7 separate regions of the Mus musculus genome follow, and regions 1, 2, 3, 5, 6 and 7 are each linked to region 4. A link is a contact called in public HiChIP or PLAC-seq and promoter capture Hi-C data. All regions are on one chromosome and are shown on one strand. Each heading gives the region's core, a stretch centred on a gene start, on an enhancer-like site or on the middle of the called end of the contact. The rest is flanking DNA. Distances are from core to core; before and after follow the strand shown.

Region 1 (3,695 bases), core at 909-3,408, 730 kb before region 4:
ATTGACATTTATAGATTTTTGTATTTACATTCATTTCCCCTCGTGTATAAATAATTTTAAGTTGGTTTTAACCAGTGAAAACTCATGATTTTTCTGAAAGGAAAGGGAAGCGATGCCCTGTTTGGTATTGTATGTGTCAAATACTTGTATAAAGGAGCGAGCAAACCTTCTAAGCAGTGCAGTGTCTTTTAGCATTTGCAGTTTATATTCCTTTATGTGAGGAATTTTAGTCAAAAGTGCTTAAAATGTTAACAATTGTCCTTTGAAAGGATATCCAAAAGGTTTAGAAAGGTTTAAAACATCACACAGTCTATTTCTTAAGAATATTTATCAAGACATTAAATTTTTATTTTGTAAAAAGAAAAAAAAATGTAGCCTTTGTTACGTTGGAATACTCAGAGCAAATGCAGCAAATGCAGGCAGTTCATCATTCACCCGTGACGCGTGTGACCAGGTAAGAACACCTCTCTGGCTTCCCTCTTGTCCACCTCCCAGTCCCCGGCGGAGGGACCCCTTCCCTCTTTTTTTTTTTTTTTTTTTTTTTTTTTTGGTCTTTCGAGACAGGGTTTCTCTATATAGCCCTGGCTGTCCTGGAGCTCACTTTGTAGACCAGGCTGGCCTCGAACTCAGAAATCCGCCTGCCTCTGCCTCCCGAGTGCTGGGATCAAAGGCGTGCGCCACCACGCCCGGCCCCCTTCCCTCTTTTGCATCCTCCCTGACTCCTGGATTGAAGAGAATGAACGGGAGCTAGAAGTCATGCAGGGCTGTTCCTGGGGCGCAGGGCAGTGATTGTTCGTGGGTGACATAAATCTCTTTAAGGACACAGAGCTGCGTCTAGACTGTGTGCTCTCCACTGACCGGTCTCTCACCGTCATGGGTCACTTTCTTGGATTTTTGCTGCATTTGAGCTTTACACAGTTTTCCTCCCTCACCCCTCTCTCTGAGACAGTCTCATGTATCACAGGTGAGCCTTGTATTCAAGATGTCGTTGAAGATGACCTTGAACTGCTGATTCTCCTGCCTCCACCTCCCAAGTTTTGAGATTACAGGTGTGTAATGCCATGTCTGGTTTTCACTGTTTTCTCTCCATATTAGTCAATCAATCAATCAATCAGTGCTAGACAGGATCTCATTTTGCAGCCCTGGCTGGCCTGGAACTCTATTTGCTGTTTGTTTTTTGAGACAAGATTTCTCAGTGAATCCCTGGCTGTCCTGGAACTTGCTCTGTAGACTTGGTTGGCCTCAAACTCAAAGATCCTCTTGCCTCTGTCTCCCTAAAGGTAGATGTCACCACCTCCCAGCTTGGCCCGAAACTCTTACAGAGCAGGCCGGCCTCAAACAGAGATGGCCTCAAACCTTTGCCATCTTCCCTAACCCAACCCCTGTGGCATTAAGGGCACTCGCTAGCATGTCTGGCTGCCAAGCTTTCTTAAAGGTGGGTGTGGGGGCTATTTACAAAGGTTTGGAAAATAAACCCTCACTAGGAAGCAAATAGAAAGGTAGGGTTGGGTTAGGTGGGATGCTGCAGCTGTCTTCCGGGACCTGTAGCCTTGGCAAAGTCATCCAACCGCTAGGAACTTTGTTTCCATCTTTAAAATGCAATAATGTTTGTTCCTTAGAGTGGTGTGAGCCTGAAATGAGTCTGCCAGTGGGGTGGCTCCTTTGGTGGTGGCAGTCCCAGCTGGGTAACAGGAACACACTACAGTGCTAATGATAAGAAGATGCAGCCTGGCAGCTCACAGAGCACTGGTGTCCTCCAGCCCCCAGCAGAGGACTGGGGTCCTCTATGCCTCTCTGCACAGTGACATGTGGGGACTGCTCTGGACATTTTCTAGATCAGGGATGTAGAGCAACTTTGAGTTTTGTCTGTAGAAGAGAATAATCTCTTGTTTTGAGGTCACAGAGCAGGTAGCAGGCACTCAATGAAGGCTGTAGCCCCTGGAATGTACCACAGCACTGCGGGGCAGCACCTCTGGCTGCTCTGGTTGTTTTGTGCATGTGGCCTATCCCTTGATTTTCTTGTTGCAAAGTGAATTGGTGTCTCTGGCCCCAGGGCACAGGGTCAGGGAAGAGCTGGGTTTCACCTTGCTATATGGGGTTCGGGTAGGGGTTGAATTGGAGCCTTGTAGCCACTAGAGGGCACTCCAAACCCTGCAAATCCACCCCTGCTTGGGCCTCAGGGTGGACAGAGGGTGGGTGTCTGCATGCAGAGATGGAAGGAGCCTGGATACTGGGGCCTCTCACCCTTCGTCCCTGTTTTGCCCACGTTGGCTGTGGGTGGCCTTGCTGGCCTCACGCTCTGATCTGACGTAGGCTCATCCTGAGATCCAGCGCAGAGGGCTCCGGTGAGGATCAGGGATGAGTGAGGCCCCAGACAGTCACCTTGTTGACAGGTTCACATTCTAGGTTTGGGCCCTTACACCACTGGTTCCTTTCTGACTTCTTCCTGGTGCAGGGATGGGACCCAGAGCTTGGGTGCACTAGGGTACTGAAGCACAGCCCAGCCCCCATTAGTTCCTGCCAGCTACACCCCCTGCAATCATCAGAGTAGAAGTTGTTATTGAGGACACCAGGGAACACTGAGAATGAGAAAGAGCTGAAGAGCTGAAGCCCTCAGCCCTTGCTGTCAGGTACCTATGAGGGCTCTGCACAGCAACAACAACAGAAAGCCAAAATTCATAAAACAAAACAAAATATGCTCTCTGAACCCCCAAGACAGAAAACAGTGGTAGGTCACAAACAGGATCTGTGTGATCAAGAAAGCAGGGGACCCATCTGACTGGGTCAGCACCCCCCCCCCGGGGATTCTGGGTAATCACTGGGGGTTGGGTCCATGGGGGCCAGAATGTTCTGCTGGCCTTGGGCATCAGAGGCAGCAGCCGATAAGTCGAGACTAGGGTTGATGGGCCAGCAGACCACGGTGGCTCTTTGATCCTTGGAGTGATTTACTCAGCAGGAATATGTATGTCACATGAGAGGCTTGTCCTCCCAAGCCTGGCTGCTGGGACAAAGCTGCCCTTTCCTCTTTCCTAGGCTAGCCCGACTCCATGTGGGGTTGTGGGGTCCTAGGTGGCTGTGGTCAGCTCATGAATGGTATGTCAGGAGCTCCAGAGAGCGAGTCCGTGGGAGGTGAGCTGAGTGCTCCAGTGAACAGGCATCCAAGCACAGAGGGCCAACGGAGCAAGACAGGACCCGGGCCTCGGCCCTCACCCTGCTCCACTGGAAGACTCTGGTGGCTGGTTGGGGCCCAGTATGAGTGGGGCCCCCATGAGTGTATGGAGAAGGCCTACCCGGCGTGAAGCTTTCTGTCTCCACACCCAAGCTTATACTTCATCTGCTATCACCTCCCTCCTCCTCTGTCCTTTGGGCCCATTGCAGCACTCCTCTGTAGGCTCCAGGAGGTGCACATGTGTTTTCAATTGTAAAAACAATGCATGCTCATAGCAAGCCTTCAAACTGTCCAGAAGGCACAGAAAAGAGAGCGGAAGCCCCACCTTCCTCCCACTCTCCTACCCACCTAGAGCTTTCTTAGTGGATTCCCTGGAGGGTTTCGTTTTAACTGTATGTCTCTGTGCTCTGCTCCACATCAGCTCCCGTGGCCTGGGCCAGACCCAGATCCACACAGCATGCATTGAAGATGTTGCACAGGATGGCTATGGAGGGGAGGTGTGTGTGACATACAGAGAGAGAGACAG
Region 2 (3,964 bases), core at 757-3,256, 760 kb before region 4:
CTGCCTGCATAAGTGTCCATGCACCACATCCTTGAAGTGTGAGTGGAGTACAGAAGGCAGTTTTAGATCCACTGGAACCAGACTTAGTGTTGTGAGAAGCCATGCAGGTCCTGGGAATTGAACCCTGGTCCTCTACTAGAGTATCCAAGAGAGGACTTAACTGCTAAGCCTCCTTTCCAGTCACCTAACTCTATAATTTTTAATTTTGGAAGAGTTGAAGAAAAATTGTCTCTGATGTTGGAGTGTTATTTTAAATGGCTACTATATTGCCCCTGCTATCCTCTGCAGAGCTTTGCCCTGGTGAATGTGTTAATAGTGTGGTCAGACTTTCTATTGTTGTTGTTACATTAAGGCAAAGTATTTTATGTTCTTTATTCTTTATTCTTTCCTTAGCCTCCTAAATACTGAAGCATTACAGGCATGTACCACTACTACAACCAGATAGCATTAAAAAAAGATTTATTTTTAAATTTATATTTATGTGTGTGTATGTGAGAGAGAAAGAGATACAGAGAGACAGATAAAGACAGAGACAGAGAGGAACAGAAGGAAGAACATCTGTGTATGGATGTTTGTGGAGGTTAGAGGGCATCAGATCCTTGCCTGACAGGCAGTTGTGAGCCTGGGAACCGGAAGAATTCAAGTCCTTTGAGAGAGCAGCAAATCCTCCTAACCACTAAGCTGTCTCTGCATACATAATGTATGTACTCGCGTGCAAACAGTAAGTAGTTTTGTTTTCTGGGCCATATAGTCTGGTTTGCAACTACACTACTGTTACTGTTGTACTGTGAAAGCAATCATAAGCTACGGACAAATGAACGTAGCTATGTTCCAATAAAACTTTATAGACACAGATAGATTGTTGGCCTGCAGGTGCTAATTTCCTGACTTCTGCTTTGTAGGGAGGAGCATGGCCAGCCCTCCATTCTCTCTTCTCATTGGCTGGTATCAATGTTTGAATATTTCCATCTCCTCCCAAAATTTACCTTCGAATTACATCCTTCAAGCAACAACATTGGGACGCATTCTCATTTGGGGAGTGGAGACTGTACACAACCATTGTGCAGGGGGCTTGGAGATTTTATAGGGTTGAAAAAAGGGAACTTTAGGGGAGCAAAGTTTTATCTGTAGATTTTTTCATATATATATATATACATATATACATACATATATATATGTATATATGTATATATATATATATATATATATATATATATATATATGGTTTCAAGGCCCAAAAAATGCCATTGGATGTTTTCGTCACTAAGCTGGCTTTCTTGTCAGGTGTATCAGTACACTGACTACAGTTTCTCTGCTCACTTGAAGTTCATTGTTTTTGGTCATTAATTCTTCAGTGTGACTTTGGGAGATGATAGCACTAGAGGAATCCATCTGCAAGATGCCTTTGTAAAAGGGCTTGCCTCAGAGAGACCCTTTCCTGCCTTTCTGTCATATGACGATATGCAATGCCTTCCTTAGAAGGCATGCAATGTCAAAGTGCCACCTTGGTAGTAAATAGCAGCCCTCACCAGACAGCTAGTCCTGCCAGTGACTTCGCCTTGGACTCCTACAACTGTGATAAATGTCAACAGGTATCTGAGGTTAATATCATCAACCTTGGTTAGTTGCTTAAGGTTTCTGCCATCACTCACATTAATGGTTGAACTAAATATTAGAGGAGAGACTTGAGTTTCTGGAAATTTCCCATTTTCCTTTAAACTTTTGCCCACTTAGCATTCGTATCACTATAGAGAAGGCAAAGTTAGTTCCTTAGACTAAGCTATAGTATACTGTTTTTGAGCTGAGAGGCCAGAGTTATTTTGCATAAGCATGAAGGAAACAGACAGGATATAAGGAAATCAGGGGTGAATACGGCTATTAAGCGCCCCAAGAAGTACGCCTGCACTTTAAGATTTTCAATCAGGCGCCCCACGATCGCCCGGTTGCCCTGGAGACGGGGTCCTTTCTGACCGGGCCCAGCCATCTTGTGGTGCTGTTGGCCAATCAGCGGTTGCGCCGTGGCGGGGGGGCGGGGCGCGTGTCGGTGGCGCTCAGCTCGCGGTCATGGAGTCGCCGGTCGCCTTGCTGTTGCTGCTGCTGCTATGTCTCGGGGCCTTGGCCCCGACGCCCGGCAGCGCCTCCTCGGAGGCTCCGCCGCTGGTCAACGAGGACGTGAAGCGCACGGTGGACCTGAGCAGCCACCTAGCCAAGGTGACGGCTGAGGTGGTCCTGGTACACCCGGGCGGCGGCTCCACATCACGAGCCAGCTCTTTCGTTCTGGCCCTGGAGCCAGAACTGGAGTCGCGGCTTGCGCACCTAGGCGTGCAGGTGAGCGGAGGGAGGAGCCGGCGAACCTCACGCGGGATGCCTGAGGCGATCGGGGATCCCTGGGGAGGGGCGGGGAGGTTGAGGGCGTTAGGGATCCTCCAGGTGTCTGGTTGTCTGAAAGGCAGGTGTTGGAGGGGGACAGCGGAGAGGTTGGGGTCCGCCGTCTCTCTTGTCCGCGTGTCCTCTCGGACACGTCAGCACAAGCTTCCGAGCGTGGGGCACCGCCCACGTGGCTGCTCTGGAGCCCAAGGCGACCCCTTGGTCCCCTGGCGACCTCCTTCCGCACCCCAAGAGGATCTTGGCTGTGGCCGGGTGCGGTACTTCGGGTACCCAGCTTCTTTTCTGTCCCCTGGACTTGCTCGTCTAGTGGAGGACTATCAGTGAGTTAAGACAATTTATTTCCTGAATGCAATTGACTGGTGTAGTCTGTTCTCTCCAGACAGCAGCGTTCAGAAATACAGCAGGTTTCTGGTATTAAAGTTTGTCATTCCTCGCACCCGGTTAATGTAACACTCCTCTGAAAGCTGCTGCTTAACGCTTTCTTAATGTTCAGACTAATTGAAGAGTCAGCCCCTTATGCTGTACAGAAAGGTGAAGCCCAGGTCTGTTCCTCCCCACCGTCTCTCATTGGAACACTTCAGCATTTAGCCTTCTGTACTTTTCATTGAATACACTTTTATACCTTTCAAGGAAAGAAATCGCTGGCTTTGGGAATAGAGGGAATATCCACACAGGTTAATTTTTATTACTGTTCTCATTAACTATATTCATTAAGTGATTACCCAATTTACTAGGAGACTAAGCACACCACATTCTTTTTAACTGTATGGAGCTATAAAGCTGGACTTATAATAGTCACTGAAGTGACTCCTGTCCCCTTTACATTGAAGCCTTGTTCATGCTCAGCATGGCTTTCCTCAAATATTTCTGGAAAGACATTCATGACTTCATTGGATGCTCAGTCCTGTTTTGTGAAAATCAGTCATGACTTAATGAAGTCATAGTATAATCAGATCACAGCAGAGGCTTACCACCCTGCTGCTGTCCTGGTGGGAATTGCATACAAGTTGGGTCCCTCTACATGGCTCAGAGCATCCAAGTTCAATTCCACAGCCATCGGTAACTCCAGTTTCAGGGTGCACAGACCCACTTGCAAGCAAAACACCCATGTACATTAAAAGAAAAATTAGGAAAAGAAAAGGCTGTGGCAGGTATTTTAAGAACATTCCCCACCCTATAGCAACCTTTTGAGGCATAGGAATTCTTACATGACTGTGGAAGTATCTGGCTTTGGAGCTTATTAACCCCCCTCCCCCAAATGAAGGTCTGACTTGTCCCATACCCTTGGGTGTATTTGCATTATTGCTACCTTGCTTTCTGGCCTTGACATGAAATTAGGACTTGTGTTTCAGCTCTGCAGTCATGTTACTGACTTACAGTAACTTGTGTTAACTCTGGAGGAAGACGAGTTTATACTCCTTACCTAGGTGAGAAGCAACTGGGTGATAAAGAGGATAAGAAAGGGCACACATTGCCTTGGAAACTTAGGCGAGGTGGACGGAGTACAGGAACCTTTAAGGAGCTAGCAGGACAGTAGGATTATGTAGTTTGAACCATCCTTTTCTCTTACACTGTT
Region 3 (4,186 bases), core at 506-3,005, 930 kb before region 4:
TTTGGACACAGTGACGATGCAGGTGACAGCCAGAAGCTCAGAGGAGCTGCCAGTAGATATCATCTTGGCATCCGTGGGCTAGAGGTGGCCTAAGCCCCACTCCTATCTTGTCCAACACTACGTCGAAGCCACTTCTTCCCTGTGAAGCCGGTGGAAACCCTTCCCCAGACCACTGTGTTAAGAAACAATCAAGAGTCAATACAGATTTTTTTTTTTAATTCCATCCTATCATTCAGGAATGCTAGGGTAGATTTTGTCACCATGCCTGCAAGGAGAGACAAATGAATAAAATGTTCAGACTTTCTCTTAATATTTATACTCAAAGAAACCGTCTCATCCCTATGATAAGTCAGCATGTATTTCTTGAATAACTGCTGCTTCTGCAGGCTCGTGCTCAGGGCCTCCACTTCTCCCTGAGGCCTCCCTTCACCAAATGGAGCGTGTGCATAGCCCCTCGGGACTGTCAGTGCCAAGCTTAGGGTGGGGTTAAAGGCTAGCCGAATGACAACAGCTAGCAGGTCTGGTAAGCCACTCATCTACAGGCATCTGTAGATGGATGGGTGTCCAAAGGTCCTTAGAGGGTGTCATGATCTGCTCTGGGTCTATGAGTGGGAAAAACAGTATCTGCATTCCTTTTGGGCTGGAGTAAGAAATCCTAGGGGATGCTTCAGGGCTTGGGCTTTAAACTCAAATCAGGTGGTTTAAACTGTTGGAAACACTTGAAGAACTGGACCTCCTGTGAGGCTACTCAGATGGCTCAGCAGGTAAAGGTACCTATCAGGACGGACTACCCACTTGGTAGAAGGAGAGGACCATTTTGCAATAGTTGCCGCCTAACCTCATGCACACCTGTATACTGTATGCACATGCACATGTACACATTAGAACAGAGGCCTGCACCTTTAAGCCGAATCCCATAACATGAAGACATCAGGCTACACTTGAGCATCGTTAAGCTGTTTTAGCTATGGCCTATTTCATGACTGGTCCTGGCTCCACCATGTACTTGGTCAGGCATGCAGTGGTGAACTAAGTAACGTGGTGTGAAACTTCCTAACAGGTTATAAAGAGATTTCTCATTTGGGGGGTTTTCTCAAGTAGGTGACCTGAAGGCTGCTCCCTAAAGACATCCCTCTGTCCCCCACCTTCCATCCCTCTCCTGGGGACTGAGCAGTTGCTCTTGCCTGGCCTCTCTGCCTCATTCCATCCCTTTATGAAGGCCTCTCCAGGCTTTAAAGGAAAGCCTGACCTTCAAGGCCACATCCTGCTTAGCCCTTCCTGACTGTATTCTTCCTGCCTAATACCCTCCCCTTCTACTCCCAGGCCTGGTCATAGCCTGGAAGCCATTCCATTCAAATAAACTTCATTAAAGAAATTGGTGTCAGCCTCCTTTTGTGAAGATTACAGCTTACTCTAGTTTTATTTAAAGGCTTGCACACACCCCACACACAAATGTTAAAAAGGAAACCAGGTGGGGCTTCCTGACCCTTAGGGGTTTGTGGGAATAGCTAGAGAGTCTCAATTCGGATGGCCTTACACATTGAGGGTGGGCAGCACAGGTTTTCTGGCTTCAGATTCCGGCCTGGGAAGGGGGACCCTGAGGCCTCCTGGGGTGCCTGTCTCAGGTCAGTGCATTTTGTCTTGCTTCACCTAGCCACACCCCCACCTGTGGGGAGGGAACCCCGACGGCGCGACGTCACGTCGGGGGCGGGGCGGGGTTACCGAGGAGCGGGACGGGCGTCTCTTAGGCGGACGCTAGCTGCGAGGAAGGGTGGACTAGACCCTCGGGCGGTGAGAGGACGCGGGCGCGTGGGGAGGGCCTCGTTGAGGGGATGAGGACGGACGGGCGGGCGGGAGGAGGGCCGCGCTGAGGAGAAGCTAGCGGGCGGAAGAGAGGACCCGGCGGAGGGGACGCCGGCGGGCGGGCAGGCGAGGACCGCCCACGTTCCGAGCTGGAGCCTTGGCGCCGACAAGGCCCCGCCCGGGACCTGAGCGTGTCCCCGCGGGGCGGTAGTGCGGTGGCCGCGGCCCGCGAGTGTCGCTGGCGTCAAAGCCGAGCGCTCTCACCTTTCCCTGCTGCGTCCGTGGGAAACAACCTGGGAGGAGCGGCTTTCTTTCTCGCCCGCCACCCGAGGGCCTGCTTGGGGACTGTGGGCCCCGCAGTGGCCGGGACTGGCTGACCTAACGGAGCCTCCGCGGAAGATGTGGCTTCGCGGGGAGATTGGCGTGACCTAGGGAGGAGAACCTTAGGGTTTTGTGACTTTCTCTAGGTCTGAGCGGCAGCGCTGAAGTATGTGCGGGCGAACGTCCTGTCACTTGCCCAGAGAGGTTCTCACCAGGGCCTGCGCCTATCAGGATCGGCAGGGCCGGCGGCGGCTCCCGCAGTGGAGGGACCCCGACAAGTACTGCCCCTCCTACAACAAGAGCCCGCAGTCCAGCAGCCCCGTGCTGCTCTCCAGACTGCACTTTGAGAAGGTAAGGAGTGTGTCAGCACCATCGGAGCTTCTGGGCCAGCATCGCCGTGGCCATCTGACTCGTGACCCATGTGCCGCCATCTGCCCAGCCTCCGGAATGACCCGAAAAGCAGCCTTTACAGATACATTAAGGCCCTAATCCCTCTGGGTCTCTGCAAGAAATAAGTCAGCATTCTTCAGGGTCAGTTAAACTGTTTGAATGTATGCCCAAATTATGTGAACCTCATATCTGAATACATTTAAGAATTCTTTTGAGACAGAGTCTTAACTATGAATGTAGCCCTGGCGGTCCTGGAACTCCCTATAGAGGCCCAGCTGACCTCAGATTTTCAGCAAATCTGCCTGTCTCCAGAATCCTGTATTACAGGTGTGTACACTCTGACACGCTTGACTCTCTCTCTCTCTCTCTCTCTTTTTTTTTTTAAGATCGCATTTTTCAAGTATTACTGATTTATCAGCGTCATCTGTCCTTATATTAAAAACAAAAAAGCAAAAACCCAAGTGTGGTGTCACACACCTTTCATCCCAGCACTTAGGAGGCCGGAGGAAGGCAGATCTCTGAGTTGGAGGCTAGTCAAGGCTGCATAGTAAAACTGTGTCTCAAAAAACTGATTTGTGGAGCTTACAGAGCTTGCAGCCTGGCTCAGTGGGTGAGAACACTTGCTGCCTGTTAGGAGAGAACCAGCTCTTGCAAGCTGCCTTCTGATTCCACTCCCAGTCTGTGGCATTCACGCAAGAGAGTAGACACATACACACGAATAGATGTAAAGAAAAAATCAGTGTGTCTGGGGCTAGTGATATTACTCGGAGATACAGAACATATGTCATATACTCATAGCCTTGGGGTCAGTCTTAGCACACATAAAATATTTTTGATTTTTTTAAAATTTAACAATTTATTTATGTGTATTAATGTTTTACCTGCTGTATGTATGGATGTGCATCAGGCGTGTACCTAGTGCCCTTGGAAGTCAGAGCTTCAGATCCCCTGGAACTGAAGTTACCAAAGACTACCATGTGAGTGCTTGCAATTGAACCCAGGTCCTCTGCAAGTGCAGCAAGTAGCCTTAACTGCTGAACAGACCAGGGTCCCTAGTTCAGTGGATGGATCTTGGGGAGCAGAAATGGGAAGGTGGAGTCCCTAGCAAACATAGCCCCTCCTTTGGGTCATTTGAGTTTGCCCGTGTAATGTTTGACTGCACATCTATAATACGATTTGTTTAGATTGCTAGGGTTTCTTAATCTGGTAAATATTTGATACATTTTTTTTTTCAAATCTACAAATTCTAAAATAAAATTAGGAACATTTCAGCCGTTCAACTGCCAGCATATATGAATAGGTAGCAATATTTGTATCTGAAACCACTGATTTGCAAAGTACTTCCTCTTTTTTTTCTTTCCATCTACCACAGTGCCACCAGCTGTTCTAACTCCAGAGTCAGACCTGTAGAGGAAAAGATGACTAATACTGAGCAATACTTTCAGTATCTCGGGTTCTCGGCCACTTTGTATGCATTGCCCTCGTGTTTGGGGTTGCTCTGTGCAGTGATGAAAACACTCAGAGGTGACCAGTAGAACTGTCAACCAAAACGTCACTGACATTTAAAAGTATTTTATATTTTTTTTATGTGCATAGATGTTTTGCTGAATGAATGTCTGTGTACCACATGTACACATGTACAGTGCCTGTGGAGGCCAGAAGAAGGCACCTT
Region 4 (3,645 bases), core at 894-3,393:
GTCAGAGTCAAGGGAACACCTAGTCTGGGGAGATCTCTGGCCTCCCCAGCTCCCCAGAGGCCCTTCCTTGCCACAGAGGCCCAGGCAACCCTTCGGTCCTTGGGAAGGCCAAGGCATACAATCTGTGCACTTAGATGTAGGCATACTCATGAATACACATGTAAATATTGGACTATATGCAGTTAAGGCCAGACTGAGGGGCTGGCCCTGTAAATAGCCATCTTGGTGACTAGCAGATCCCTGCCCCAACTGAACCTAGTGGAGCCCATGCATAGTTTATTATATGACAGCCGGCATTATTACAAAACAGAACCAAGGGTGACTATGGCAGTGGCAGCCACATGGGGAGAACTGTGAAGTGAGGTGGCTAAGCACAGGGACTTGAAAGAAGCGGGAGATGCATAGATCTAGGAAGGAACTCCAGTCTAAGCAGGAAGTACTGCAACTGAGAAGACCCTGAGGTAGGAGATGGGTAGGTCTAGTGGGGCAGCCAGCAGGTGGGAGACCCAAGGAAGGCAAAGTGAGAGGAGGTCAGAGTGGGTCTCACAATGTAGCCCTGACTAGCTTTGAACTTAAGATAATCCCTGTCTCGACTTTTCTCTCTCCCAATAATTTAATTGCAGGTGTGGGCAACCATGCCCACGTGCTTTTATCCCAAACACTCCCATCAGCTTTGCTGTGGAAAGATCCTCCTGCCTGCAAATATGGAGATCAGAGAGTCAGTTTAGCAGACCAATGGTGGTACAGTACAGGAGACAGCCCCAGAACTGGCCTGGGTGTCAAGGGTAACGTGAGAAAGTGGATAGAGGGTTAGAGAGTACTATGTGTTGACTTTAGGGAGTTAACAAGAAATCAAGGGTGCATACAAACATGGAGCAAGGTCTCAGAGCTTACAGGCAGACCCTGACCCTCTCTCACCATTAGCCAACAGGTAGCGCACCAACTCCTCATGCCCACAGAGGCAGGCATAGTACCTAGGAAAGGGGGAAGCTGTCAGTAGGGTAGGCCCACCCTGCCCACCCAGCTACCCCACCGCTCACACTCACAAAGGGGTGCTGTCCCACTTATCCCGCACGTTCACCTCCACGTCTCGCTGCTCCAGCAGGTACCTGGGCAGGAAGTTCAAAGCCTGGGTCAGAATTGCTTCTCATCTGGGAGAGAGACAACCAGGAAGGGGAAGGAGGCCACATCTCTCTGGGCTAGGGAATGCCTCTGAGAAGGGTAAGGCCTGGGACTACACAGGTCTGCAAGGGTCTGCAACTGTGAGTTGGGTGATGGCTTCATGGACAGAGGCCAAGCCCCAGGTTCAGAAGGCTGAGAATTTGGTCTTTTAATATCTGGGAGAGAGAAGGTGATGGGGCCCCTAATTCAGCCTGGGGAGCCAATGGCAGGGAAGTCAGAAGAAAGCTGATGCAGGCACTGGGGGCGGGGAAGGAGGGGAACAGAACAGATCTATGGAAGAAGTGGAAAAAACAATTGATAAAATGTTGAGGAGAAGAGGTCATGAACCAGAAAGCGATCACTGGGACATGGCAGCCCAAGGAGGCTATCTGAGGCAAGACCTGAACTCTCAGAGCTGCATTCAAATTGAGGGACGGATCATTAACTCTGAGGTGGCATCTGGTGTCGGAGAGAGCTGCAGCTTGGTCACATCTGTTGAGGACCAGGGGACTTGGAAGGAAGGGCCATGGGAGAAAGGAGTCTATCAAAGAAAAGGGTCAGGATCCTTCTCTTCCCTGCCTGCCCACGGAGATCACGGTCTCGGCGCCAGGCTGGTAACTGGCTGCACCAGCGGCGCCTGCGCCTCTTGGAACCTCCACGGAGAGGAGTCGTTTCCCTGCACCGAGCTAAGTAAGGGACCTAGAGCCCGATCTCCCTGACTCGGTCAGCTTCGGGAGCCCCACGGCGCCCAACCCCACACCCGTGCCCGATAAGCCCTGCGGACGCCTGCCCGCCTCCTGCACTTCAGGTTCTCACCGCACACGGCCCACGTCCCCTTTCCTGCAGCTGGCAAACAAGTCGCTGGTATCCATGGCGAAAGAGACTGGACCCCCGGCCGAGTGATCTCGGGAGTCGTCTGTGCCCGGCCGGATGTAAACACTCACCGCCCCGCCCCTCGCGGCACGGCCTAGCTATGCCCGCCTGCGACTCCGCAGCGGCGCCTGCCGCCCGGAGGACCGTCCGGCCCGAACCCCGCCCTCGCATCCAGAAGGCCGCTCCCCAAGGCCGCACCCAGTAACCTTAACCACGCCCACTTAGCCTCTGGGGACTTCTAGCCTTCACCCCGCCCACCCGTCTAGAGGACAACTCAATTCCCCCAGGTTCCGCCCACTCGCCCGAAGAATAGCTCACTACCAAGACCCCGCCTCCTCAGAAGAGCTTCACCGGAAGAGCAGTTCGCTGCAGGCCCCGCCCACATTTCTTGGGATCCGTTCTGAAAACAGCACCTCCCACAGGCTTGGAACGCTTGTCAGTCCTGAGTCTAGCTCGGTTCAGGTCCCGCACATCAGGCCGAGGCCTCGCCCACCAGGACTTTTCCCAGCCTACTTCAGGCTCAGCCCACCCGGCCTGGTTCCACCCAGATGACCTTATACTCCCTACCCTCCGCCCACATATCCCTAACCACGCCCACAAACTCCATGAAATTCCCAGCCCACCCGTCCTTGGCCACGCCCAGCCAGCCTCCCTTGCCCCACCTACTCCTCCAGGCCCATCCCACCCACTCCCCGGAGTGCAGCCCTCGGAAGGCAAAAAACAGGCGTGGAGGCGGAGCGGCCCGCGCGTCTTAGCGGCTTTAATGGAGTCCTGGCGCGGGGAGCGCGCTGGCCTCGGGCAAGCGCTCGGGGCCGGGCAGGGCGGGGTGGGAGCTGCGCCGCGGTCGCCTGCTGCGGTGGGGAAGCATAGTGGTCCGCGTGGAGGACCGGGAGGGGCGCGGGGCCGTGGCGTCGGGCAGTCTCGCGCCCGTGGCCCGGCGCTCACAGGTGAGTGTCCTCCTCGAACACGTCCGAGTCCTCAGGGTCGCGTTTGCTGCCCATGAGCGCGCTCCAGCTGCTCGGGCCGTTGATGGCCCCACCGTTCAGGCTGGGCTGCTTCTCCTGCATCTCCGACTGGCTGTCGCTGGCCACGTCCAGCGTGGGATTGTCGTGGCAGCCGTTCTCCACGAAGCGCAGCTCCTCACCGTGCGACTGCAGCAGCAGGAGAGAGCGCTAGGCGCGCACAGTGGTTGGCCACGCCAAGCCCCCAGGGTACTACTCCCTTGGGGCCCAGGATACAAGTGCCTGCAACTCAAACCTAAACCTCTGCAGGTAAACCCTGTGACCCCCTTGGTGTCACTTGATCCCTTCCAACAGCGCATTATACATGAGACAGCCCACTCAAAGCATACGAGATAGGGCAGAATGTGCAGGGCCTGCCCCCTTTCTCTTGTGCAGGTTGCAGGAGCCTTTGGCTTCTAGGACTGAGGGGAGCAGCTGCTCTCAAGCCTTGCAGAATGGGGCACTGGGGTTAGGAAGAGCTGGAGGAGAGGAGGGATCCCTTGGTGAGACTTAACTCCCCCTCACTGTGTATCTCCTCGAAGACCAGGCTCAGAGAGGGTAGATGGTGGCACTGAGCACAACTGAGTTGGTACAGGTTTCTAGGTGAGGC
Region 5 (3,734 bases), core at 573-3,072, 860 kb before region 4:
ACCCAGAAGCTCATGAAAAGCCTCCAGTGGGTTAGCAGGGTAAGAGTTAGGTTAGGGCTTTCACCAGCACTTGGAGAAGAGCCACCCCTTAGCCTTCAGGAAACCTCAAAAAGATCCATGGAGCAGCGCAAGGCTGTTTCTTAGGCCCAGCTGTTATGACCCTGTGGACTGAGCCGTCTGGAAGTCATTGCCTCACTGACCAGCTTGAGGGTGGTCCACCCCAATTCAACATGATACCTGCCTATGCCCTTTGCAGGGCAACTTCAGCCAGGTACCAGACATCCAAGAGGCAGTGAAATGCCCACTTTGGGCAGCTCAGTCTGCTTCATGATCACACCTGCCAAGAAACACTGGTCCCTTCCCACCCTCAAGACACTGCCAAGACCCAAAAAGGTGATACAGGGAAAGAGCACCATGTAACCCTCCCCTAACTCGGGTTCCATCTCACCCTACTTGTATGTGTACATACTGTTCAGAACCTTCCTAGTCTTCCATTTGGTAAAACTGTCCATTATGTTGCACTAGATCCTGAGGTTTAATTTCCAACATGTAGAAATCTTTTATCTTTTATATGCTGGACACTGCAGCAACCCAAGACTGGGAACCCACTTTTACAAGAGTTCTCCACTGGGCAGCTGTCTCTGGGCACATCTGTCCCACCTCTGGCAGCGCCTGCTAGTTGTCTAGCTGGTCTTAATGACCCTCGACTCCCCCGCAGGAACCCCAAGCAGCCTCCAGCGCCCACAAGACAACGACAATGGTCAAGGTTGGAACCGTTTATTGCGCCCCAGGAAGGCAGCGGGCGGAGCAAGGCGCCACACAACCCAAGCGCCTGGTGGCCATCAGCGGGCACAGTAGGCAGGCGCCACCAGGCCATTGGCGCCGCCGGGCCGGTAACCATGGCGACGGCCGTTGCCAAGGGTGAGAGCCAATGGGGGCGTCGCCAGGGCCGTTTCAAAAACCTAAAGCAAACAGAACGCAGCATCGCTGGGGGAGGGGCGGGGGAGGGGACAGGGATCAGGGACCTGGGCCAGGCGGAACCCTACGGAACCGGTACACCGAGGGTGGGGGGGGCGGATAGGGATAGAGACAGATGGAAAACTCGACGATGTCGCCAGACCGTAGGGGCGTCACTTGCGGCCCTTGGGCACCTTGGGCACGCTGGGTTTGGCCGCCTTCTTCACTTTCTTCGCGCTGGCAGCAGCCGCCGCCTTCTTGCTCTTGTGCGCGCGCCGCTCCGGCTGCGGCCTGGCGGGCGTTCTGTCCGCCGCCGCCGTGCGCGCCTTGGGCGCGGGGCTGCTGGCCGCCGAAGCTCCGCGCCGCTCCGCGCCGCCCTCCAGCTTCTTGCGGTTCAGCTTGAAGGATCCGTTGGCGCCGGTGCCCTTCACCTGCAGTAGCGTATCGTTCTGCACCAGCGCCCGGATAGAGTACTTGAGGTAGGTGCGCCCGTTCTGCTGGTCGAACCATGCCACCTTCCTGGCCTCAGCGTAGATGCGCGCCAGAGACGAGCCGCCGCGCTCCCCCAGCTTGCGGATGGTCTCCACCACCAGCTGGCTGTACTTGCCTGGCTGGTTCTTCTTGCGGTTCTTCCTTCTCTTGGGCTGCGTGGGCGCCGCAGAGCCGCCGGCCTTGGCCGTCTTGCGGGCCGTCCCGTCGGCGCTCGTTGGCGGCAGGGCCTCCTCAAGCTCCACCGACATGGTGGCCAGCGGGTTGGCGGCAGGCGGCGCGCGGTAGCCGGGGGGCCGCGCCGGGAAGAGGAAGGCGAGGGGCCGCGGCGGCGCCGGGGGACTGGGGGCGCGCGGCGGCTCCAGGCGGGAGCGGCCGCGGCCGGGCCTGGGACCAGGCGGCAGGGCTGAGGTGCGGGCGGGGGCCGGGCCGGCCGCGGCGGGGCTGGGGGGGTGGGATGCGGAGAGGAGCCTGCGGGGAGCGCGGCAGCACTGCGCGGGCTCCGGAGCTCTGGGCGTGCGCGCTACGCTCTGGCGGAGAGCGCGCCCCGCTCCGCTTTTATTTCCCCGTGGCGGACCACGTTGAGAACAACAACAGCCTGGGCCCAGTCCAGCGCCAACTTGTGCTTCTTGGAGCGCCTTCCGCGGCCACTGGCTCCTCCGCCCGCGGCTCCCGGGCGCGGCTGCACCCTCAGCAGTGTGCCCTGGACAGCATCCGAGCCCGCTGCGCTGCGCAGAGGCGGCCTGCGCCTAGGACGGGCTCAGCGGAGCGGCTCAGAGGTGTGTACCCCAGGCTATAGGAGCATGGAGGAGGGGGGCGCTCGATTTGCAAAGGATTAGCACGGGCCCCGGGCGAGACCCCAAGACCGAGAACTTTGCAGGCGGCAGACAAGAGTGCTCCTCAGGCACCTGAGTTGGTTCTGGGCCCAGGGGACCACAGCCCTGCCCGCAGGAAGGGCATTAATTTGTCCCAACTAACACAGGGTACGCCCTCACGCGGCCGACAGGAGCAAGGCAAAGCCCGAGAGCGTGCTGGGGCGGGGGTCTTCTCAGAATCCTAAGGGGAACCAACAGAAGGGAATTGCCCTGAGGTTGCACGCCTGGCATCTCAAAGATGAGTCAGTGCAGGCACGACCACAAGGGCCTCTCCCTAGACACTTCCTCACCACTCTCTGGCCCCAAGTACCCCATTTTGTGATGCTTAAGTAGCCGTCCCTGGACCCCTCAGAATTAGATGGGGGCTCCAGGATGGAAAAGTGTAAGGTTACCCTTAAGGCATTTCCCTTAGAGGGTGTGGCAGGGGATTTGGCTTTTGAGGATCCTGCCGGCTTTGGGGGATCGAATACTGCATCACTTGGTGCGGGAGGACTTGAAGGAGGTGGTGGTACAGAGAAGGACCTGAAAGCCTGGGAAGTAGTCCAACGGTGGAGAGAGGGCTGTGCAGGCAATGGCCAGCCTGCGGAGGACATAGTAGACACCACTAAAGCGTCCAGGCCAGCTTTGTTCCAATAGGTAAGCAGTTCCCTGGCCTCTTGGGTGAAAAGAGGGAGTGACTGCCTGTAGATCAAGAAGGCCCAGATTCTCAGCCTTTCAAACTCAGTACTCGTGGGTGTGCCAGCCTCCCCGCACCCCACGACCTCATCCCCATCAAAGGAAGGATCGTCAGGAAGTGGCCAGGGTTTAGCAGAGCCCAGAGCCCAAGTCATCCTCTTGTGACTCGTTCTCAGGAGGAGGGCCAAGGGGCCTGTGAGTTTTGAGGGACAGCGGGCTATAGGGTGCAGGCTCTCCTGGACTCACTACCCTCTTTTTCTTTAAACCCCTTCCGTGGGCTGATGACACTCACTCCTATCTCCAGCTACCAGGAGCCCGCTGCTGCTGCTGCTGCTGCTGCTGCTGCGTACCCTGCGTGCTGGAATGCCATGCTGCCCTCAGGCTCAGGCAGAAGCTTCAATCAGGACAGATGTTGTTCACCAGACTGGTGTCTGTTGGTCCAGTCAATCTGAGGTAAGACAGACAAAGCAATGTGAGAATCTAGTTTGTCTTTCTTGTTAAGAGTCAGGAAACTTCAATACAATCGATAAGCCCAAAATTACCCACAGAGATGCTGTTTTTTCCTAAGGCATGTAAACATCAAATGAACTGTAATTAATTACGCAAGAATGCTTAGAACATCGAGTTGTTACCTTATTAGCCCTTCCCTAACATCTAAGACTGCATCCCATAAAAACATTATTTCATTCACAAAAGGAAAATTTAAGATTTTAAAAAGTGAGCTAGTGCATATATTTC
Region 6 (4,209 bases), core at 1,585-4,084, 750 kb after region 4:
CCCTAACACTTAATTTTAAGGAAATGAGAGCACTGGGATCAGGCCCCAGGGATTAAATACAAGTGGTCTCTAAGAATATTTAATTTTCTCTGAAGGAACTAGGGCAGATATTCTCTTGGAATCTACCTCTTGCTGACATCTCATGTGTTCAGTAGGGCAACTACTTTCTTTATTGATCTGATTTTTTTAAAAAAATATTTATTTATTTATTTATTTATACTGATTTTTACTCATCTGTCTTAAGACCAGAGGAACTCTTAAATCCTCAAGTAACTACTCATAAGAGACCCCACCATCACCAAAATATTTACCATAATGTTCTTTCTTCCATCTTCCTCTTTAAAACCAGGCACAGTAGACATGTTTTCCCAACATTGGGCCAACCACCTCACTGACTATCTCTGGCCAAGCCATTATTCTCTTAGATTAACTAGAAAAGAAAGCTAACAACTACTGAAGTTCCCTCCACTTTAATTGCCTGGTAAAACTAAGCAGAGTCTTAGCATCCCTGTCAGGCCATGTAGAAGCAATGTCACAATTTCCGACTTATAAGACATGTGTCCTCAGGCTGGGGGGAAGTCTGATAGAATTAGATTAGTTCCAAACACTACTAAGTGGTGCCTTAGGAAGTCCTGACTGTCTCTAAGCTTGACTTTCCATCTTTAAATTGTTTGTACTAGGGTGTGGAAGAATGGCTCAGTGGTTTAAAATGCTTATCGCTCTTCAAGAGGAATTGGCAGTTCACAATAATCTGTACCTCCAGTTTCAAGGGATTTCATATCTTTTTTCCACCCTGAGCACCTGCATACATGTGGTACACGTACAGACAAGCATGTGTGCACACACACACAACATTTTAAGGAGAGAAAAAAAATGTAAAGACTTTGTACTCTACAGAATTATTAAGAGAACTAGAAATGAAAAGTCTGAGCCACCTCCAATGGTGCTTCTCTGAACATCTGAAGACTCAGGCCTGCATCCCCCTGAAACAGGAGACCCAGCAAAAAACTGTGAAGAATGTCCTGAGTCAAAGCGGTCTTCCTACAATCTACCCTACTCCTTCCCTCTCAGCCTTTCAACAGAAACCATCTTCCCCCTCTTAATTCTTGCCACAAGCCAGGTTAACGATTCCAGCTGGTCAGCTCCTGACATGCTGCACATTCTGAGGCCCCCCACAAAGCATCCCTCATGTCTTCTCCATTGCTTCACACACATCTTCATCTGATCCTTGATAGTACCCAGGATAACCTCCCACCATATCTCTATCTCTCTCTCTCTCTCTCTCTCTCTCTCTCCACTCCCCAAGTAAAACTCAAAAAATAGCTCTTGTAAGCTAAATAAAAAATAGCTCTATTAAGGAGTTCAGATGTCAGACCCTCTGAAGTCTTTTTCTGAATCTACTCTCTAATTCACCTAGAGCCAACTCAGAGCATTTTGTTTGAAGTTTGATTTATTTCATTGAGTTCACTCATGTAATTACTTAACAATTATCGACCAAGTACACACTAAGTGCCATGCACAGGTATAGAAGAAAGTCTAGCAAGAAGTTTAACAAACAGCTCTGGAGCTGACCTACTTTATAGTCTTGGGTCTCCTACTTTGTTACCTGTGTGACCTTGGACAACTTATGCCAATAGGACCTCAGTTCCCCATAAGCTACAAAATGGACTAATCAAACTTTTGGTGGTATATGCCCCTCCTTAATCCTAGCACTCATGAGACAAGCAGACACAGAGTCCTGGGCCAGCCTGACTTAATATTGAGACCCTGTCTCAAAACAAAACAGAGGAAGAGGTACTAACAATTCTACTGCTCATTGATTGGTTGAAAAATTAAATAATACCTGTAAAGAGCTGCCAGTCTGAAATAAAACAGGAGCTTTTATTCTTGTAAGTTCCGGTGATAAAGTCATGAATTACACAAGAACTTCAGCCAAGCTATCAGCTAGAGCTCTAATGGGAAACACAATAAACACAATTTGTTTCAAACTGTGTTGGATGCTGAGAAAATCATAAATGTGTGGCAGTAGTGTGGGAAGTCGCTTGAGACTGTGGTCAAGGAAGGATTCTTGGATGACACCTGAGCTGTAACAAGAAGACAGCCAGGTTAACGATAACTGAAGAAACATCGAACACCTGGGATCTTCTAGGAAGAACAAGGAGGTCCTGAGGCAAAAATAAGTATCTTATGAAGATGAGGAAACAGGCCAGGAAAGGGATGGGAAGGTCAGTGGGCACCAGCACATCTTGTAAAAGCCAAGTGAGGCTATTCCTCCTGTTCGACGTGGTAAGGACCAACTGTAGGTTTTTAGTTGAAGAGCGGATAAGGCATATGACCTAATACACAGTAGCTGAAACTCTCCTTTTGCTGCCTCACGGAGAAAGGCACGTGAACAAGATTGGAAATGGAAGAACACTTTCAAAACGTGCTGCAGCACACGCAACGAGAAGCACAAGACAAGTGAAACCGGGTAGAGCACGGAACAAATCCGGAACCGAGAGAGCCAAGGCGGTGGAAAATGACTTGAGGCGGCCGGCTGCCCCCGAGTGCCAGCGGCCCCATGTATCTGGTCCCCGGGACGGCGGCTCCCATTCCCGCCCGCACGCTCCTCCGGCCCGCGCCCTCCCGCCGCGCCGCTCACCCGGATGCCCTGCAGCACCCGGACCCGCTCCTCCTCATCCATCTCGAAGGACACCCTTCGGGCCTCGGCGCTCTCGGCGCTGCCCATGACAGGAGGCGGGCAGGGCGTGAGGCCACGCGAGCCGGCTCCACAGCAACCAGGACGACGCTGCTCAGCGGCCTACGCTCGTCACTCGGGACACAGGCCAGCAACACTGCGCTCTATTGGCTGCTGGGGCTGGCGCGCGTTGCCCTGTGGGATTTGTAGTCCAGCATTCTGGCGCCATTAAAAAGCTCTGGAAGGGGGCGTGGCTCTCTGAGGTAGGGGTACCTGTGGGCTGGAAAATTGGACAGAGGGCCAGCCAAATAGACGCTGAGACAAGGTCATGGTTTCTTATAAATCTTATCCCTGAAGCAAAGTAAAAGTCGTGTTCTAAGAATAAACTACCAAGGATGCTAAGACAACTGTTAATGATCTATGTTCATGTTAAGCATTCAGCAGACTTGTACTGAGCCACCCCATGTAACCTGCTTGAGTCATGAAAGAAACAAATTTCAAACACAAGTGAATCTACTGTAGTGCAAGGGAAACGACACTGTAATACCGCGAGACAAATTAATAAATTGTGGCAACCTCACAGATGGAGCCTTTACACAAATGGAGCCTTTAAGACCTAAAGGTGAGTGTAGTTTGCCATGAGATGATAGAGAAAGTACTATGCTAGGGACCAACTGTTAATCCCAATGATGGGAGGAGAAAGACCACCGGCCCAAACCATCCTGGGCAAGTTAATTAAAACAAACTTTTAATTCTTGTACATAGGCTGTCTTCTCCTAAGATGGAGTTCAAGAGGTCAGACTTTGAGGTAGAAAAGATTTTTATAGGTCAAGGATAAGGGGTTTCCAAATTTGAGGAGGGGTGGGGTATGGGAGACAAATAGACACAAAATATAACTAGTTAGTCTTAACCTCTTGTGAAACAAAGGCATGTTTCTTAGTGTTTCTATTGCTATGAAGAGACACCATGGGTGACTCTTAGAAAGAAAAATATTTAGCCTGGTGTGGTAGCCCATGCCTTTAATCCCAGCACTCAGGAGGCAGAAACAGGCAGAAACAGGCCTGTGAGTTTGAGGCCAGTCTGGTCTACAAAGAGAGTCCAGGAGGGCTTGTTACACAGAGAAACCCTGTCCAAAAAAAAAAAAAAAAAAAAAAAAAAAACCCTAGGACTGGTATGGTGCTAGAGGAGGGAATGAGAGTTCTGCATCCTGGTTGACAGGCAGCAGGAAGTAAGATGGCTTGAGCTTCTGAAACCTCAGAACCCATACCACCCCAGTGACACACTTCCTCCAACAAAGCCACACCTACTCCAACAAGGCCATACCTCCCAGTAGTGCCACCATTCATTCTCTATGGACCAAGTATTCAAACACATGAGTCTATGGGAGCCATTCCTATTTAAACCGCCATAACATGTTGCAAGTGTTAGAGTCTGAGAATCACTGAAGGAAGGCCCCAGACTCAAACAGTATGTAAAGGCAAACAATATTTATTCTGCAAAAACAACCAGCATGCGTGGGTCAATCATTCATC
Region 7 (4,065 bases), core at 1,235-3,734, 830 kb before region 4:
CACAAACATGTACGGTGACTGACCTTAGTTTTGTTTTTGTTTTTGTTTTTTTTGGTTTTTCAAGACAGGGTTTCTCTGTATAGTCTTGGCTGTCCTGGAACTCACTCTGTAGACCAGGCTGGCCTCGAACTCAGAAATCCACCTGTCTCTGCCTCCCAAGTGCTGGGATTAAAGGCGTGCGCCACCACTGCCCGGCCTGACCTCAGTTTTAACGTAAAACGCAACAACAACAACAAAAAAGATGTTCTCCTGTTTCTTTAGTTTGGTGTCACTGTACCAACTACCTCAGCGAGATCATGGACCAGAAGACAAGACAAATATATTGGGATTCTTTTTCAAGAGGTGTTCGTTCGTGCACAAGCCAGTGTACACACTACATAAAATGCCTCAACAACCATGTATACTAATACACATGGGGCATAAGGTGCGCAGACATATGGAAACACTAAATCAGCCTTACAGAACTCAACTTTATAAAAATGTTTTTATTTATGTGTTTGCCTGCACTTGTGCACCAAATTGCCTAGAGAGCAGAAGAGGGTATCAGGTCCCTTAGAACTGAAGTTATACACAGCAGTGCTGAGAACTGAAGCTGGGTCCTCTGTAAAGAGCAGCTAGTGCTTTAAATCACTTTTAATCACCGAGACATCAATTTAGGATAGTCAACAATTAAATAGTTAACTACTACCTTAATATTTGCTATCAGAAGTTAGGAAAACCCAGAAAGATTTCCAAGCTGAAGCACTGAACAAAGGCACTTAGATAAGCTACAGAACTTTAATCCCAGCACCCCAGTGCAATTTATGAGTTCAAGGTCAGTCATGAATACAGACACCAATGCCTCCAAAAGAAAGAAAGATAAATAAATAAAGATATTTTAGAACACAGAAGAAACCGGTAGGTTGCTAAGTTTAGAAAGGAAAAAGAAGGGGCTGGAGAGATGGCTCAACAGTGAAGAGCACTGACTGCTCTTCCAGAGGTCCTGAGTTCAATTCTCCCAGCAACCACATGGTGGCTCACAACCATCCTTAATGAGATCTGATGCCTTCTTCTGGAGTGTCTAAAGACAGCTTTAGTGTATTTACATATAAATAAATCCTTATAGAAAGAAAGAAAGAAAGAAAGAAAGAAAGAAAGAAAGAAAGAAGGAAGGAAGGAAGGAAGGAAGGAAGGGAAGGGAAGGGAAGGGAAGGGAAGGGAAGGGAAGGGAAGGGAAGGGAAGGGAAGGGAAGGGAAGGGAAGGGAAGGGAAGGGAAGGGAAGGAAGGAAAAAAGGAAGGAAAAAAGGAAGGAAAAAAGGAAGGAAAAAGAAGCTAGGCATGGTAGCACAAACCTTTGATCCCAGCACTTGGGAGGCAGAGGCAGGTGGATTTTTCTGAGTTTGAGGCCAGCCTGGTCTACAGAGTGAGTTCCAGGACAGCCAGGCTATACAAGGAAACCCTATCTTGAAAAAACAAACATAAATAAATAGAAAGGGAAAAGAAATGAAAAAAAAAAAGACAATAACTGTAGCTAAAATTAAATTTTACAAAAATTCCTAGTTGTCTTGTAATATAAATTTCAAATTTAGGATTGGGGTGTGGCTCCGTGCTCATGCATGGCGGGAGCATGTGCACTCAGCCTGCATGGGGCTCGGGCTCTGTCTCCACCATGCTCCCGACCGTGCTTTTACTGCTATTTTATCCAACAACACTATTTGCAGCCAATTATCCATTCTCCACAAATATAATGGTAAGTTTGAAAAGCACGGAGGTATGACAGACAGTCTGGATGCAATCAACTGGGCCTACACGAGGGCTCAGCACAGAAGGTGCTACCCAGAGGTGAAGTGCTCCGCACAGAAGCTTCATGACCTGTGTTTAATCCCTACAACTCACAGAAAGGAAGAAAGCAAGCCAACTCCACCCCCACCCACCCACCCACCATTTAAAGAAGACTTCATTTAAAGAAGACTCAGTAAGCTGGCAGTCTGGCTCCAGGCTGAGCAGTGGCTCACCTGCATGGTAACAAGTCTGTCGTCCACCATCACCTCCTTGGTCAGAAAGTCCGCTCCTATTGTGGCTTTGTACTGGTTACTGAACTTCTTGTTCACATACTGGTTCATGAGAGAGGTCTTTCCAACACTGAAATTGAACAAAACCCACATGTCTGAGTCAAATAAGGGACTGAAAGGGATTTGTGTTTACAATGTTCAAAGCAACATGCCTGAGCTAGGAAGAGCGTTTAGTTGGTAGAGTGCTTGCCTGACATACACCAGGCCTGGGTTTAACTCCCGGTACTGCAACAGTTTAAAAACAAAACAAAGCATTTTACTAAAAGAAACACACACAAACTCACTCACTCCTAAATGGAACTTTGTGATAAGATCACTCCAAACGGCTTTGTAATCTCAGGTGTTTATGCATCACTCAGTGTGGTCAAGTAACACCAGGAGGAAGCCACTCAGCAGTATGTAGCCAGAAAGGAATGTTCCAAGACAGGTGTAGCCCCACATGCCTGGAATTCAGTGCTTAGAGATAGAGGCAGCAGCACTGAGAGCCTGAGGCTAGACTGGGCTGCACAGTGAGTTCAAGGGCATTGAGCCACAGTTTTTGTTTCAAAACTAAAGCCCAAGCAAAACAACAAAACAGGGCCTGTTTGATGGCTAAAGCGAAAGGCACCTATTGCCAAGCCTGAAAACTTAATTCAATCCCAGGGCCCCCAGAGCAGGAGGAAAAACAATTCTTGCACGGACCTTCACACCCACACGCATATGCACATACATAATAAAACATTAAGAATGTCCCTCCCAAGGAATTTTTTCACCAAGAAAACTCACCAACCAAGTGTTCAGTAAGATAAGGGTAGGGTCAGGGTAATGCAACCTAAAGAAAGCGCCAATGCTTTCCTTGTTCAAGGCTTTCCACAAAGAGTGCACATACATACAGCCTAAGACAGTAGTGCTTGCCTTGCCAGGGGTATAGCGCAATGGCTGACCAGTGGTCTAAGGTGCTGGTTCTACCCAGTTCTGCAACACAATTAGAATTTACAGAAGTAGAGTGAGGTCTGTAATCCTCAAAGGCCTTGAGACTCCTTTCAGACAGTATGCCATTTCTCACAGTCCTGGGCAGGAGACACTATTCCTATACTCTACCCCACTGGAAGGCACTTTCAAAAACAAGAAAATACTTGTTTGAGGGTTCCTTAAGCATTTCAATAGGCCAAACACAGGAAACCCCAACAGTAAAGGATAGAGGCCAGGCCCAGAGCCGAATGTGGAACTGCCTTGAGATCAGTGAGGATGAAGCTCCAAGCCAATCTGAGGTCAGATTCGTGAGAAACACTTACCCAGAGTCCCCCAGGATGATGACCTTCAGCAACACTTTCTTCCTAGAGGTCATCCTTGAAGCTGTCGGGAGGAGAAAGTGCAGGTGAGCTGAAGAAACATTAAGGCAGTTTTGCATTGTCTACAGTGCAGCCACTCTGGTCTGCCAGGAGCTGAGCCCCAGCCCTCACTCAGACTGGCCCCCGGCCTGTGAACCCTTTAGCTAACCTAACAAGACAGCAGGGCAGGGGCTGAACGGATGCCGGTGCCCTCTCTCTCCTCAAGTGCTGGGTCCATTACTGGCATCAGCAGTTGGGATTAACACTCCAAACAGACTCACAAATCTCACAAGTGAAGATTAAGCACTACTTTCTCAGCAAAGGAACCTATTTCCTTCCTTCCTTCCTTCCTTCCTTCCTTCCTTCCTTCCTTCCTTCCTTCCTTCCTTCCTTCCTTCCTTCCTTTTCCTCTCTCCCTTCCTCCTTTCTTTCATTTTTTAGAATCAGGGTTTCTGTGTGGCTCTGGCTGACCACGAGATGGTCTTTAACTCTGAGACCTGTCTGCTTTTGCCTCCTGGGCATTGGGATTAAGAGTGTGTGCCACCACAGCCAGTTAGGAACCAATTTAAGGAGCGCCCTGTGCTGGCTAGTTTTATGTCAACTTGACACAAGCTAAAGTCACCAGAGAGAAGGGAGCCTTAACTGAGAAAATATTTCTGTAATATTTTCTGTCAACAAGTCTGTAGGCCATTTTTTTAATTAG

What was found. Promoter capture Hi-C pulls out the DNA fragments that hold promoters and counts their contacts. HiChIP or PLAC-seq counts read pairs in DNA pulled down with a chosen protein or histone mark.
Region 1: a contact with region 4 is called in an H3K4me3 HiChIP or PLAC-seq map of fetal liver, with 4 times the contacts expected there. The contact joins the enhancer-like site here to the promoter of Abtb1 in region 4. A contact is called at or near these places in 11 of 39 promoter capture datasets (the 3T3-L1 cell line, the C10 cell line, the HPC-7 cell line and 6 more), 31 of 484 Hi-C or Micro-C datasets (the AtT-20 cell line, B cells, the Ba/F3 cell line and 20 more), 14 of 115 datasets of contacts at active chromatin or transcription factors (the NIH/3T3 cell line, astrocytes, embryonic forebrain and 8 more) and 1 of 9 other capture datasets (adipose tissue).
Region 2: a contact with region 4 is called in a promoter capture Hi-C map of neural stem cells. The contact joins the promoter of Rpn1 here to the promoter of Abtb1 in region 4. A contact is called at or near these places in 12 of 39 promoter capture datasets (the 3T3-L1 cell line, the C10 cell line, the HPC-7 cell line and 10 more), 1 of 15 datasets of contacts at CTCF or cohesin (the NIH/3T3 cell line), 3 of 484 Hi-C or Micro-C datasets (CD8 T cells, embryonic stem cells and nephron progenitors), 16 of 115 datasets of contacts at active chromatin or transcription factors (the SCID.adh cell line, T-cell acute lymphoblastic leukemia, astrocytes and 7 more) and 2 of 9 other capture datasets (adipose tissue and liver).
Region 3: a promoter capture Hi-C map of liver shows a contact between it and region 4, with 5 times the contacts expected there. The contact joins the promoter of Hmces here to the promoter of Abtb1 in region 4. A contact is called at or near these places in 2 of 39 promoter capture datasets (hippocampal neurons and liver), 2 of 484 Hi-C or Micro-C datasets (the Ba/F3 cell line and CD4 T cells) and 2 of 115 datasets of contacts at active chromatin or transcription factors (embryonic stem cells and large pre-B cells).
Region 5: a contact with region 4 is called in a promoter capture Hi-C map of liver, with 2.3 times the contacts expected there. The contact joins the promoter of H1f10 here to the promoter of Abtb1 in region 4. A contact is called at or near these places in 3 of 39 promoter capture datasets (embryonic stem cells, hippocampal neurons and liver) and 2 of 115 datasets of contacts at active chromatin or transcription factors (embryonic stem cells and pancreatic cancer cells).
Region 6: a contact with region 4 is called in a promoter capture Hi-C map of pre-B cells. The contact joins the promoter of Chchd6 here to the promoter of Abtb1 in region 4. A contact is called at or near these places in 11 of 39 promoter capture datasets (the 3T3-L1 cell line, the C10 cell line, cranial neural crest and 6 more), 1 of 15 datasets of contacts at CTCF or cohesin (large pre-B cells), 2 of 484 Hi-C or Micro-C datasets (CD4 T cells and regulatory T cells), 6 of 115 datasets of contacts at active chromatin or transcription factors (astrocytes, differentiating embryonic stem cells, double positive thymocytes and 3 more) and 3 of 9 other capture datasets (adipose tissue, liver and pancreatic islet).
Region 7: a contact with region 4 is called in an H3K27ac HiChIP or PLAC-seq map of embryonic stem cells, with 10 read pairs. The contact joins the enhancer-like site here to the promoter of Abtb1 in region 4. A contact is called at or near these places in 2 of 39 promoter capture datasets (the 3T3-L1 cell line and the HPC-7 cell line), 2 of 115 datasets of contacts at active chromatin or transcription factors (embryonic stem cells and large pre-B cells) and 1 of 9 other capture datasets (embryonic stem cells).

Annotation. Positions count from the first base shown.
Region 1 is chr6:88,111,178-88,114,872 of GRCm38.p6, forward strand. No RefSeq gene overlaps it. Among named protein-coding and RNA genes, the nearest start is that of Mir6376, 8.8 kb to the left of the region's middle. Within about 2 kb of position 2,159, at least 41 of the 459 cell types and tissues checked have an H3K27ac peak or open chromatin away from gene starts, as enhancers often do. A contact at or near this core is called in the Ba/F3 cell line, the G1E-ER4 cell line, the HPC-7 cell line and 4 more, where this site is marked.
Region 2 is chr6:88,082,467-88,086,430 of GRCm38.p6, forward strand. Rpn1 (ribophorin I) reads left to right here and starts at 2,007. Exons shown (of 10, transcript NM_133933.4): 1 at 2,007-2,328. The coding sequence starts at 2,065.
Region 3 is chr6:87,912,221-87,916,406 of GRCm38.p6, forward strand. Hmces (5-hydroxymethylcytosine (hmC) binding, ES cell specific) reads left to right here and starts at 1,756. Exons shown (of 7, transcript NM_173737.2): 1 at 1,756-1,791; 2 at 2,271-2,475. The coding sequence starts at 2,293. It overlaps Copg1 (coatomer protein complex, subunit gamma 1), which reads left to right. Exons shown (of 24, transcript NM_017477.2): 24 at 1-1,375. The coding sequence ends at 82.
Region 4 is chr6:88,839,792-88,843,436 of GRCm38.p6, forward strand. It overlaps Abtb1 (ankyrin repeat and BTB (POZ) domain containing 1), which reads right to left and starts at 2,144. Exons shown (of 12, transcript NM_030251.3): 1 at 1,978-2,144; 2 at 1,047-1,109; 3 at 919-974. The coding sequence starts at 2,033. Podxl2 (podocalyxin-like 2) reads right to left here. Exons shown (of 8, transcript NM_001347327.2): 8 at 2,766-3,185. The coding sequence ends at 2,976. Gm15612 (predicted gene 15612) reads left to right here and starts at 3,063. Exons shown (of 3, transcript NR_045880.1): 1 at 3,063-3,305.
Region 5 is chr6:87,979,660-87,983,393 of GRCm38.p6, forward strand. It overlaps H1f10 (H1.10 linker histone), which reads right to left and starts at 1,823. Exons shown (of 1, transcript NM_198622.1): 1 at 762-1,823. The coding sequence starts at 1,697. The coding sequence ends at 1,131. It overlaps Gm5577 (predicted gene 5577), which reads left to right and starts at 2,024. Exons shown (of 2, transcript NR_026990.1): 1 at 2,024-2,225; 2 at 3,301-3,734.
Region 6 is chr6:89,592,818-89,597,026 of GRCm38.p6, forward strand. It overlaps Chchd6 (coiled-coil-helix-coiled-coil-helix domain containing 6), which reads right to left and starts at 2,835. Exons shown (of 8, transcript NM_025351.3): 1 at 2,642-2,835. The coding sequence starts at 2,728.
Region 7 is chr6:88,010,312-88,014,376 of GRCm38.p6, forward strand. Rab7 (RAB7, member RAS oncogene family) reads right to left here. Exons shown (of 6, transcript NM_009005.3): 2 at 3,327-3,387; 3 at 1,996-2,122. The coding sequence starts at 3,379. Among named protein-coding and RNA genes, the nearest start is that of Gm34872, 7.3 kb to the left of the region's middle. Within about 2 kb of position 2,485, at least 33 of the 459 cell types and tissues checked have an H3K27ac peak or open chromatin away from gene starts, as enhancers often do. A contact at or near this core is called in embryonic stem cells, where this site is marked.